Regions from separate parts of the Drosophila melanogaster genome. Here region 2 is linked to region 1. A link is a contact called in public Hi-C data. All regions are on one chromosome and are shown on one strand. The core of a region is the stretch at or near the end of the contact, and the rest is flanking DNA. Distances in the headings are between cores, read along the strand shown.

The links. A called contact is a pair of places that touch in the nucleus more often than the background predicts.
Region 2: a contact with region 1 is called in a Hi-C map of the Kc167 cell line, with 1.9 times the contacts expected there. The contact joins the promoter of Hsc70-3 here to the promoter of Ant2 in region 1. A contact is called at or near these places in 4 of 107 Hi-C or Micro-C datasets (the Kc167 cell line, embryo and eye imaginal disc).

The regions. Positions count from the first base shown.
Region 1 is chrX:10,782,349-10,788,934 of dm6, reverse strand. It overlaps Ant2 (Adenine nucleotide translocase 2), which reads left to right and starts at 2,028. Exons shown (of 4, transcript NM_176725.3): 1 at 2,028-2,129. It overlaps sesB (stress-sensitive B), which reads left to right and starts at 1,977. Exons shown (of 4, transcript NM_001298161.1): 1 at 1,977-2,129; 2 at 6,255-6,555. The coding sequence starts at 6,259. Imp (IGF-II mRNA-binding protein) reads left to right here. Exons shown (of 7, transcript NM_167253.3): 7 at 1-1,066.
Region 2 is chrX:11,803,408-11,809,364 of dm6, reverse strand. It overlaps Hsc70-3 (Heat shock protein 70 cognate 3), which reads left to right and starts at 2,248. Exons shown (of 3, transcript NM_078577.3): 1 at 2,248-2,496; 2 at 4,323-4,468; 3 at 4,907-5,957. The coding sequence starts at 4,344. CG1578 reads left to right here. Exons shown (of 8, transcript NM_001298212.1): 8 at 1-859.

The DNA of each region.
Region 1 (6,586 bases), core at 779-3,278:
AATGTATTTGAAAAGCGTAAGAGATATACAAATGCAAGATGCCGCCAGATCGAAAGATAGTTAATAAAAAGAAAGACAGATGGAACAGAACAATGTCAAAGAATACAAGTTTTAGAGCTGCATTTATATAGTATCAGATCGATAAGGAACATAGTAACAAAATCGTAAAACAAAACCAAAAAAAATATATTAAGTGTACGTTTTGCATATTCCTATATAGTTAACTAAACGTAAAAGCAAGATGGGTAAACATGAATACTACTATAACAATCATTTTGCGTCCATTTTTGTTGTTTCCTATACAAGAAAAAATTAAATAAAAACAAAAACAAACCACAAAAAAAAAAAATAAACAAAAAAAAAGCGAACGAATAAATCACACAAATAGGATGAAAACAAAACTATATTCCCAATTACATTGTATAACTGTCTTTTAACCACAAGCAAAACGCTAACACAATCGGTACACGATAACCAATATACTATACATATATCAAATATCCACTCTGTGTATGTTTTGTATCTGCCATGGAATATGTACCCGAAAGTAATCTAGATAACCACGTAAAGGACATAGGACTCGATGTCTAGATGTGTCGTCATAGTTTAGAGGCCCCAGTATTTACTAGCCAGTACTTTGCATTTGTTTGCCTTTATCTTTTACCTTTACCATTGCCTTTAAATTAACCCCTCTGTCCAACCAACGAAATTCAAAAGAAAGGGTTCTTCATTTGATTACCATACCCCTCAGCACGCCCAAAACTCCTAGTATTCTGGCCTGTCCCAGGGTGCTGATTCAAAAACTAGAGATATACATAGGTGTATACATAACATACTAATCTGCGTAAGATGTTTTCCCCATTTCGGTGTAACTAAATGTTAATATTGCTAGCGCTCAATACGAAATTACCGTATACAAGACCCACATACAGCAAATAAAAAGACACAAAAGCTTACTAAATTGTATCCCAAGGCCAAGGAAAATATTAGAAAACCAGATATACAACTAACTCAAATACAATTTTGTGAACATGTGAAAAACAAATCGAAAAGAAATTTACTCAATAAATGATTTTTCGTATATAAGAAGTGCATTTTGAATCAAGTTTTGCGATTATCCTTTTCAACAACGTTTTAAAATTAAGAATATGATATTTTCGAAAAACATTTTTCAGAATAACTTGGCCAAAAAAGGTGGCTCAGCTAAAACGATGACTGTTTTGTGTTGCTTATTAACATTGCTAACAATCTGTAACACTTTCAAACCGAGTTTCAGGAATAATTTTTTTGACCAATTTAAGCAATTTTTCATTAGGGGTACCATCATCAAAATTCGACAAATTACCGATTTTCTCATTTTCGATAACCAAATTTGCAAAAAATGGCCAAAAATTAAAGTTGCCAGACTTAAATACAGTTCGATGAGGAATTTGGAACGATTTCAACGAGGTATGAGATATTCCAATTTTGGACAAACCTTTGATTTAATATAAAAAGAAAACTTTTGTTTTTGTAAAAAAAAGAGCAATTAAAAAACCGCGTTAAATGCAATACATTCAAACTAGTTTTTATCATAGTTTGGCAAAAGGAGGTCGTACAGGTCGTTGTTAATTTCCCAAAGAAGCGTGCAGATTAATTGTAATGAATCCATTATTAAAACATAAAATAGTCTTTAACTTTTGTGTAATTCAGAACTCGCAATAATATAATATATAATATAAAATAATATAACATAATGGGAAAGTCGATGTAAAAATATTTTTAAGGTATTAAAAAATATCGATATTGATGCTTCAATCCCCGCTTGCCTTAATTTTATAATAAAACGTAATATACTGGTTTTAATTACATCAAAAATAGCCATATTTATTTATACTAGCAAAAGTTACCGACAAAAATATCACGAATAAAAACCGAAATCTAGCTGAATATCGATAGATCGCCGAATAAATACCAGTTAAAGCAACTATCGATATGCGGTATTTTTGCAGCTTTCATCCCCAAGTCACTGGGCCCTCGAGACCCCCACCACTTTACGAATTTCATTCGCCAAGTGAGCACGCGGCTTCGTCTGATTCTGCAAAAGAAGTTTTTATTCTGTGACTTTTGTGAGAAGTTATCAACTGAAGGTATTGTGCTATTTTCTATATCTATTACATTTGCGAGGCTCTTTTGCTTAACAAGAAAAGAGACGGTGTGCCCCGTACCTGCCATTGATTTTTTTTTACCCATTAATTCACGTCACCTTGCGCTAGATTCTGTAGTTATGTAATGTGCTAATTTTTTTATTGTGTCGGTGTTGGTTTAAACTAACGTTTTTTTTTGTATGTTCGACAAGCAGTTCCGGTTTAACTGCATCGAAAAGAAATCCCGAAATGGGACTTGAAAATACCCGAAAAGTGCTTACATAACCCTTGCGAAAAATAATTGTGCCGAAATTGTGTTTGCCATCAATTAAACACGTAATAAATTGGGCGTATTAGCAAACTTTTCGGTATTTTATACCCCCAATCCAAAGTTCATTTAGAATACCCAGAAAGAAAATGGAAGAAGCCACGCTGGATCTTTTTCCCATCTATTTCCTTCCAATTTGCAACCACGCTGGAACTGCCAACTTATGCAATAGCAACGAGTTGGCAGGCCGGCTCGTCTGTACGAAAAAATGTTGCACATGAATTGCGATTATATTTCAAAGAGAATTGCACTTCTCTAGAATCAAATTGGCCTGCATTTGCACAAATATATTATTATATACACCAAATGCAGGCTATTCTATAGTAAAACGCGTGGCAATTGATTGTTCTACCGCCCAGTCGCACATGAGTGTGTATGAACACACAGTTGCGAATAAATTCCATGTGCCACTAACGCCCTCTCGCTCACTCCCATGCCAGACACCAGCTGCGCGTGCAAGTACTTATCGGGTGTGTGTGTGTGAAGAAGAGAGAGAGAGTTGGTTTTATTTCTTAAGAGTAATGTAACTATTTCTCTTTGGTTGCCTCCCTTTCTTTTCTGACCTGCTTTCTTTTATTAAAGATAAAAATTCATGCGAAAAAAACGGGTTTCCCCAGTGTTCTCATTTCTTCTATTATTATTCCATTCCCATACCCCTTAAACCCTTTCTGACGTCAATCGTTAATGTACGTATAGTATTCATGTGATTTATTGTTTATTGTAGCCCTTTGTGTGGCCTTTTAGTGCGATTTTGCACTTGGTTGAGATTAGTGTTTATTATTACATATCCCTGGCGAATCACATTTCCAATTCTCGCCCAGTCGGCGGAAATTTTCAGTGTGATTTTCAAGCCGATCCACGCCCTGTCCTAAAACCCCGATTCATCGCACACTGAGCCATAAAAATTATAACTTCGCTGCCGTTTAATTTTGGCAATTAAGCATTTTTGCAGTAACTTTGCAACTGCATTTTTTACGCTCTCTTTTTTGATGGGCAACTAGCTCTCTTTTATTTTTTATGTAATTTTTGTGATAACGGGACCTTGAAAAAGTGTCGTAGACAGTTATATAAATTAACTGTATTAGCAGAAGTGTTTATCTAATCGCTTCACGCATTTTTTTTCGAGCGCCGCCCCTCTTCCGCCTGCGTGAAAGAGACGAAGCGTGAGAGAGAGGGAGAGAGCGGCAGGTGGACGTCAGAAAGCAAAGTCACATGCTAGCAGTGCTGCCAACCCTATCTTTAGAAATAAAGCCAAATGTTATTAATAGCTTAGCAATTAAATAGCTACAAACAATTAATAAAACCTTTCAACTCTTTTCAACTTTTATTTTTATAAAAATTGATAATAGTTTTGGTTTTTGTATTTGAATAAATTGTTCACTGCTGTATATTGAAGTTTTCTAAGCCAGTCCAAGTAGTTCTTAAAACTGAATATCAAAGATACCCCAATTTTGTTGAATAAGGAAGACATGTATTTGGGTGTAATAGAAGTACACTATTCAATCTTCTAGAAATCTAGCTAACAACTAGCTAAACGGGACTATCCGTCTGCTTCGCAGCTGACTTGTCGGCTATTTGCCAAATGTAAATGTTGTGCGTACATTCATTTTGGCAAGCGTTTAGAAAGCGCCGTCGAAAACCTCGAAAGGGGTAAATGAAAAACAATTGGCCATATATGCATTTTTGGTCATGGCCAAAACGAAACAAAAAGTGTTTTCTAATGAGTACAAGTGTGTGGTACAATACTTCCTCTTATGCAACGAATGGCGACATTGAATTCTTGAATTCTCAGCACTGATAAGCGGCGATCTCTCGCCCTCTCTCGCTCGCACACGTGCTGTTGCCAACCGCTAGTTTTTTTTCGGCTCTCTCCGAATTTCGCATACTCTGCATATGCATATAGAGAGAGAACGCTCTCCCCCTCTCTCGCTCACGCTCATCTGTTGCTGAACTTGACGATGGCGGCGACTGCGACGCCGACGTAGGCAGAGCAGGCTAGCTGGCAGATTTCGGCGAAAGGAACTTTCACAAGCAATTCAGTTGCCGTCCGGTTCAGACTTCTGACTTCCGAGGAATAAGGATAAATTTTTTTCGGTTTTGTGCTGTGATATAGAAACACAAATACAAATTGTACGTATGGCAAACAAATTGGATATCAATTATCGAATCGAATTGAGCCATAGCCCATTTAACAAAATACGCGTGTGGTTCCTAATGCTTTTATTATTATTTTTTTTTTTTAAATCAAATCCAACCTGAGCATTGAAAGAAAATCTGCCTGGTTATGTAAAACAACAAAAGAGTTGAACTTGAATCATTCATTGAACAATTTTTTTTCTGGTGTGTGGTGGTGGTCTTATGCAATCAATAACAATGAATTAAGAATAAACTTAACACTGGATTGTGGATACTACTACGACTGCTCAGCCTTCGGTGGAAGCTTTCCACGTGCAACTGTAGAATTTTTCCAGCTGAGGCTATTACATCACGAGCCTTTTAGCTCTCGGCTCTCTGTGGCTGTGGCCGAAGAAAAAGCTTCACTCTCTTTCCAGCCAATCAAAAGTCTAACACGATTAGATAACGGTTGTTATTTCAAAGAAAGAGAACAGAAGAGAAACGAAACAATGGCAAAGCACAGTTCTCTTTGCCAAGTGTGTTACATAAAACCCTTGTCAATGAAATGCTGATTTAATTTCGCTAAAATATAATTTAAACCACACGGCTAACGCAGAGCGGCGGCTGCTCTTGAAAGTCTAAAATTAACAAAACGCGCTTCAATGGCGAATGCCAACTGCCAAAAAAAAAAACCGTGGCCTCTATAGCCATCTTGCTCACACCCACTCAAATGCCCATATATATTGGCTTTTTCCATTGAACTTTTTCAATTCAATTCTTTTCTTTTTTTTTGTGTGGTGTGGCAATTATGCAATCCCCCAATCTTTACTCAATGAAAACCAGTAGACTGCCGCTCTATCCAACTAGAACTGCAATTGATTTATGTCATATTCTCTAGATAACATAAATTAGATAAGCACTTATGTATTTATGTATGCCACGTAATGCCATGTATTTTACTTAGTTTTCAAAGCTAACTGGTTAGAACTTAATTTTCCAACAGTACTTATTTTATATCGATTTAAACCACCACGTGGCAACCAGCCGGCCAATAAAACTTTTCACCTTTTTTGCACAAAACCAGTTTTACCGGCAACTGCCAACACGCATACTAACACAAACAACAAATAATTGTAACCAAAACGCTGATGTTTCCATAAACCATTCAATATTAACCCCCTTTAGCATTAAGTTTAAGTTGCCATTTATACTAACTGTGCATGTTTTTATTTGTTTCATTTGTCGCTAAAACCTTTTTACTTCACCCGCAAAAATGTTTTGTAACCATTTGTAGTGCTGTTCAAAAAAAAAAGTGCATGTTTTTCGGTTTCGGTTTATAACTGTTCAAAAAAATAAAAAAAAAGTGCATGTTTTTCGGTTTCGGTTTATAATTTAATACATTGAAAATTTTCACATTTTCATTTGGCTTTGGGCTATTCTTCTATTGTGCCTTTTTTTGCACCCGTGTAAACAAAGTGAATCGTACATCCACTATACAAAAATACCGTAAACGTATATCGTAACCATTATGCAACGCACCATCACCCGCATGCCATGGGGAATATATCAGCATCCATAACATCACAAAGGTATATCATCATCGGTATCACCAAGTATCACCATCAGCGATGACGGAACTGTCGAGATTAATCAGAGTTTTGGCCAATTGCACGATGTGTTTACAGCAAAATGGGCAAGGATTTCGATGCTGTTGGATTCGTCAAGGATTTCGCTGCCGGAGGCATCTCCGCAGCTGTCTCCAAGACTGCCGTCGCCCCCATTGAGCGTGTGAAACTGCTCCTGCAGGTTCAGCACATCTCGAAACAAATCAGCCCCGACAAGCAGTACAAGGGCATGGTTGATTGCTTTATCCGCATTCCAAAGGAGCAGGGATTCTCGTCCTTCTGGCGCGGCAACTTGGCCAACGTCATCAGATACTTCCCAACCCAGGCTCTGAACTTTGCCTTCAAGGACAAGTACAAGCAGGTGAGACTTTGCAGTCTGCATGTTAGCAATG
Region 2 (5,957 bases), core at 999-3,498, 1.0 Mb before region 1:
AAAAAAAAACAAAAAAAAAGGAAGAAACAAAAACCAAGAACACACTCAAAACGGATCTATGCAACTCAAGTGTTTCAGCAACTCGCGATGGAAAACCAAGCATACAAATTCAATTCAAAGCAACTTTATATATTATATACGAAGAAAACAAACCATTTTTGTGCACTCTATTGCCCAAAAGAAAGAAGAAAACTGTAACTATACTCTTATACAAACTATTAACTATTAATCGTTTTTCGATGTGCTTTTCTTTATGCTCCGACTTTTTATATACATACATATATATATATATATATATATGTATGTATGTATATACGCATAAAAAACTTAGCGATTTTATTTCACTTTTCACAAATAGCCACAAACACATTTGACCAAAAAAAACAAAAACACGACAGCATTGTAAAGCAATTGATGTTTATATGTCGTTAAGCTTTAAATATTGTGGAGAGCAGATGATGTGGCCCATTCTTCGACCACGTCGACCATTATTTGCATTATCAATAATCCAATTATAGCAAATTCGCCATAAAGAACCTAGATTGTATCATCAATTCTTTTTTTTATAATAATTTTTTTAATAGATATGGAAATTATCGAATAGAGATTATTGAATGTGTTGCTTAGAATACAACCTGTCCATAGTTTTTCCTGCACACAATCTGCGACAGAAAGAAAACTACATAATTTGGCTGGATTCCAAACCAGAATTTTGGTCAACGTCTACTTTTATAATGTAAAGTACGGTACGATATCGACGGGGCGCTGAGCGGGGAGATGATAAAAAGATTATTACATGCTATTATGTATTGTTATGAAAATATATTGATATTGAATGAGTGTCATTACAAAAATCGACAAAAAAAAAAAAAAGAAAACTAAAAAGTGGGTGTTTTTCATTCTCGGGCGGATGCGGACTGATAAGTCAAGAACTCGCTATAAATATGCTACATATATAGACTGTTTGCCTGTTCTTATCGGTAGTCGTTTAATTTATGGAAATTATCATTTCAAATGAAGATCGACGAAATGCCTGGAAATTGCCAGATAAACGTGGTATTTTCGACTTTTTCGGAAAATATATCATTTTTTATCCCCCCAAATATTAGTCATGATATTCTTGAAACATTTTTGAATCATCATTTGAGCGTATTGTTTAAATACGCTTTTAAATTTTATTTTTCATATATGTAAATATTATTAATAAAAATTCTGGGAAGTGCTAAAAAAGTCTAGAGTTGCTATATGGAATTCGAAATAGCAATATATACATACATATATAAAATACTAGACATTTTTAATAATATAAAATATAAATAACATTTATATATGAAAGAGGTAAGTTTGAAAAAAAATTTGATTCTATGTCTTTATTAAACTCCATTCGTTTACCACTCAAAACTATGGATAAGCAGTTAGTTTTTCTTTCGAATTTACATGTAAATATTGCAGTACCATTTCCGGTTGTCATAGTATTAAAAACAGCTGCATATAAGCTTAAATTTAAATTTCGAATGTAATTATATGCTTATAATAATAAGAACCCAAAAGCATATATTTATAACTTCAAGTATCGGAATGAACAATTACAAAGTCTAAAAATAGTTTTGGGAAGTTGTCAATAATTACGCCCCACTTAAAGTAACGGCAAACATCCAGATTCAGCTGGAAGCATAACGGTTAACCTGGGGCAATGTACACGTCAGTGCTCGTTGCGGCTTTACTTAAGGGGAACGCATATTTGCATCAGACAAACCAAACACCATAAAAAGAAAAAGAAGAAGGCCAAACATCGTACTCTCTCCGCTCCGAAAATGTTTGGGTAAACAAATAGTGAAAAGCTCTGGGAGAGAGCGAGAGCGAGAGTTGGCCTCCAGTGGGCGGAACAGCTACGCCTGCGACACGTCAGTGCTAGAGATGTAACACCTTAAGATAGTTATCGATTAAAATTATATTGAATAAAATGAATATATAAAAGAAGTTAAATCTTAAAAAACTATTATTAAAATGATTGTAAACCGTATAGCAGAAATAGTTGCAATCATATAATCCTGTAATATATTATTTTTATTTTTAATTATATCTTCTTAATACCTTTATTAATTAGACATTTTAGTCTAACGAAATATTTATTCGACTTATTCGATTGCCAGATGTGTATCGATGTTTCTAGAAAACTAAACTCATCGACACGTCAGTGGTAGGTGAGAGCAAAGAGCAATAAATAGCCGGAAAACAGAGAGTGAAAATCAGTTTCAAAACAAAAGTACAAGGAATAACAGCACAGCAAAAGAGAAACGCGATTTATTAAATACAAATTATTACCCCAAGAACATTGTAACGCGCTGTGACCGCAAATATAAACAAGAAATCGTTACATTCCCATTAGATCAATTAAAACCAAGCCAAAAAACAACAAAGACTAATACTTCTGTGACAAAAAGTGACAATTACCTAAATAAGTGAATTTTTTTTTAATAGTTTTAGTTAGAAAATGTAAGTATACAAAAAGAAAATTATATTGAAAGTTGATATGAGTGTATGCTGTTGGTATTAACATCTAAGAAACAGGAAAATATTTATCAAATTTACTTTGGACCAAAAGAACCAGCATAAAGTGTATATTTAAATATATCTATTTTTTTTTATAAATATGTGTTGCAAGGAATTCAGTGGCTTGAATTGCGTTATAGCATTTCTTATATTATATTATTGTTTATTTTGAAACAAAATTGAGGCAACATTATAAAAGAATCAAAACGATTGCTTGACAGACCCATTGGTAACTGTAAAATACTATTTACTACCTGATATTGATAAGGACAACGCGAAATATTGTGTGTAGAAATAATTATATATTTTTGAAAAGCGGTTATTCGTCGGCCGAACAATCGCGTGCTTTCCAACACTGATCTACCACTGACGTGTCTTTTTGGCCCCAGAGTTGCACGTGTGTGTGTGTGCCGCAGCGTATGACTGTGTGCGTACGTAGAAAGCGCCGGCAAAAACGTCAGATAAGCAGCAGCCACATATTCTACTGCTCTGTCAGTTCACTTTGAAGCGTCGAGAAAGCACATTAAATCGAAACCAATTTGAAATTATTAACCGCTCAGCGATAAGTGTAAGTGTTAGTTCAAAGAAAAGGCTTAAATACGAGCTGGACGTTAGCACAAATAGCTGGAAAGTGCACTTGCACTGCTAGAATATTCGTGTAAAGGAACGGACGGCAAAGAGGGACACCAATACACTGCAATTTTACAGTCGCCATATTGGCAAAAGTAAAAGAGGTCTGCTACAAAAAGTTTGCCCGCACGTGCCCTTAAAGAAATAGAAACGTATGAAATTAGTTTCCTTTATAGTTGAAACCAATAAAGGCCAACCAATGACGTGGTGGTCGTGACAAGTGACAAGTTCGGTGAATGAACTTTGTCTTCTTCTTCGTATTAGTTTCTTACAGCCTAAGCTTGCATTTAGGTGAAGTTCTTGTTTTCCTTTTACAGTAATTTACGGTTAATTTTGCTTACATTTACTTCTTTTTTTTAAAAGACCGCGAAGCGCCTGCGCATTTTGCCGTCTGTGTGAGTGGGAGTAGGCCTATCTGTGTGCGTTTGTCTGCGTTCAATCCGCTTGGTACACGTCATTTATTTGGCTGATTTATAAGCACTCGCTTTGCTCTCTCTGTGTGTCTCTCTCCGATGGTCGCAAAGTACACGTCAGTGTGGCATAGAAAAAAGAATAAAATACCTAAGTGGTTAAGCCACAAACAGCTGTGCAAATCCAGCTTTCCTTCTGGAATTGTGCGTTGGGAGGGGGACTTTCTTGCGGTGCGTGAAATAACGAAAAGAATTAAACCAGTTATTTGGCCGCTCTCTCACCGGCAGCAGCAAAGAAAGAACCAGAAAAATGTTACACGTATACAAATTTCGCTGCTCTCTCTCTCTCGCTTTCCGGCGACGTCGGCGTCGGTCAATGTCAGCAGAACGGAGATGAGCGCACCGCTTAGCAGTTGCCGGGCAGTTAGCCATTGGAGTAGACGTGTTCTTTATCCGATCTTGACTACTAGTAAGATTTATAAGGTACTGAATCTGGTAGAATCGTGTTTAAAATAATAATGTTGCCAAAGTGGCACAGCTAACGGTACATGTTAACAGTTGACAATCTGGCCGACGTCATCAGTACTGGTTCTCTCGCAGAGGGAGAGCGAGAGCCAAAAAGAACACTGGCCATTTATGTTTGCGTGTGTGTGATTGTGTTGACGTGTACAAAAAGCCGAGGTTGAAATAATTGGGCGAAAATTAACGCAATCCCTTTCTTATTTGCAGTTTTCCTGAGAGATCTTCAATATGAAGTTATGCATATTACTGGCCGTCGTGGCCTTCGTTGGCCTCTCGCTGGGCGAGGAGAAGAAGGAAAAGGACAAGGAGCTGGGCACAGTGATCGGCATTGATTTGGGCACCACGTATTCCTGGTAAGTTAGATATGCTCGTCCTTCGGCTCTAAAACCCATTAATGCTTACTTGAGATATCTTGATCATAAAGTATACAGTGGTCATAAATTCTACTGTTGATTTTCGTAATACCAAGTTTTTATGCTTTAGACGTGTACATTTCAAATTGATCACATTTATAACAAAATATTTGTAAAGTAGATTTGACCTTAAAATAACGTAAAAAGAATGTATAAGATTTTACTTCTTAAAAAATAGGTGACTTTATCTATACTCCCATACTTGTAATTTTAGCTGACACACTTCCACGTGCGCATTATAATAAGAAATTTTTGCTGTAGTTAAGCGCCTCAAATTCAAGTTTATCAGTACTCAACTTGTAGATAGGTATCTCTACCACTGCTTTCATTTACGATTCGTTATTAATCTAAATATTTCTTACCCAAATTCTCTTACAGCGTTGGTGTGTACAAGAACGGACGCGTTGAGATCATCGCCAACGATCAGGGTAACCGCATCACTCCCTCCTACGTCGCTTTCACCGCTGACGGTGAGCGTCTCATTGGAGATGCCGCCAAGAATCAGTTGACCACCAATCCCGAGAACACGGTCTTCGATGCCAAGCGTCTGATCGGTCGCGAATGGTCCGACACCAATGTGCAACACGACATCAAGTTCTTCCCATTCAAGGTTGTCGAGAAGAACTCGAAGCCCCACATCAGCGTGGACACGTCACAGGGCGCCAAGGTGTTCGCACCCGAGGAGATCTCCGCCATGGTTCTGGGCAAGATGAAGGAAACCGCTGAAGCTTATCTGGGCAAGAAGGTCACCCATGCCGTCGTTACCGTGCCAGCCTACTTCAACGATGCCCAGCGTCAGGCCACCAAGGATGCTGGTGTTATTGCCGGTCTGCAGGTGATGCGCATCATCAACGAACCCACTGCTGCGGCTATTGCCTACGGTCTGGACAAGAAGGAGGGGGAGAAGAACGTGCTTGTGTTCGATTTGGGCGGCGGCACCTTCGATGTCTCCCTGCTGACCATCGATAACGGAGTGTTCGAGGTGGTGGCCACCAACGGTGATACTCATTTGGGAGGTGAGGACTTCGATCAGCGTGTGATGGATCACTTCATCAAGCTGTACAAGAAGAAGAAGGGCAAGGACATTCGCAAGGACAACCGCGCTGTTCAGAAGCTGCGTCGTGAGGTTGAGAAGGCCAAGCGTGCCCTGTCTGGTTCCCACCAGGTGCGCATCGAAATTGAATCCTTCTTCGAGGGCGATGACTTCTCCGAGACCCTGACCCGTGCCAAGTTCGAGGAGCTCAACCTGGATCTATTCCGTTCCACCCTGAAGCCAGTGCAGAAGGTGCTCGAGGATGCTGACATGAACAAGAAGGACGTGCACGAGATTGTGCTGGTCGGTGGCTCCACTCGTATCCCCAAGGTGCAGCAGCTGGTCAAGGACTTCTTCGGCGGCAAGGAACCATCCCGAGGCATCAATCCCGATGAG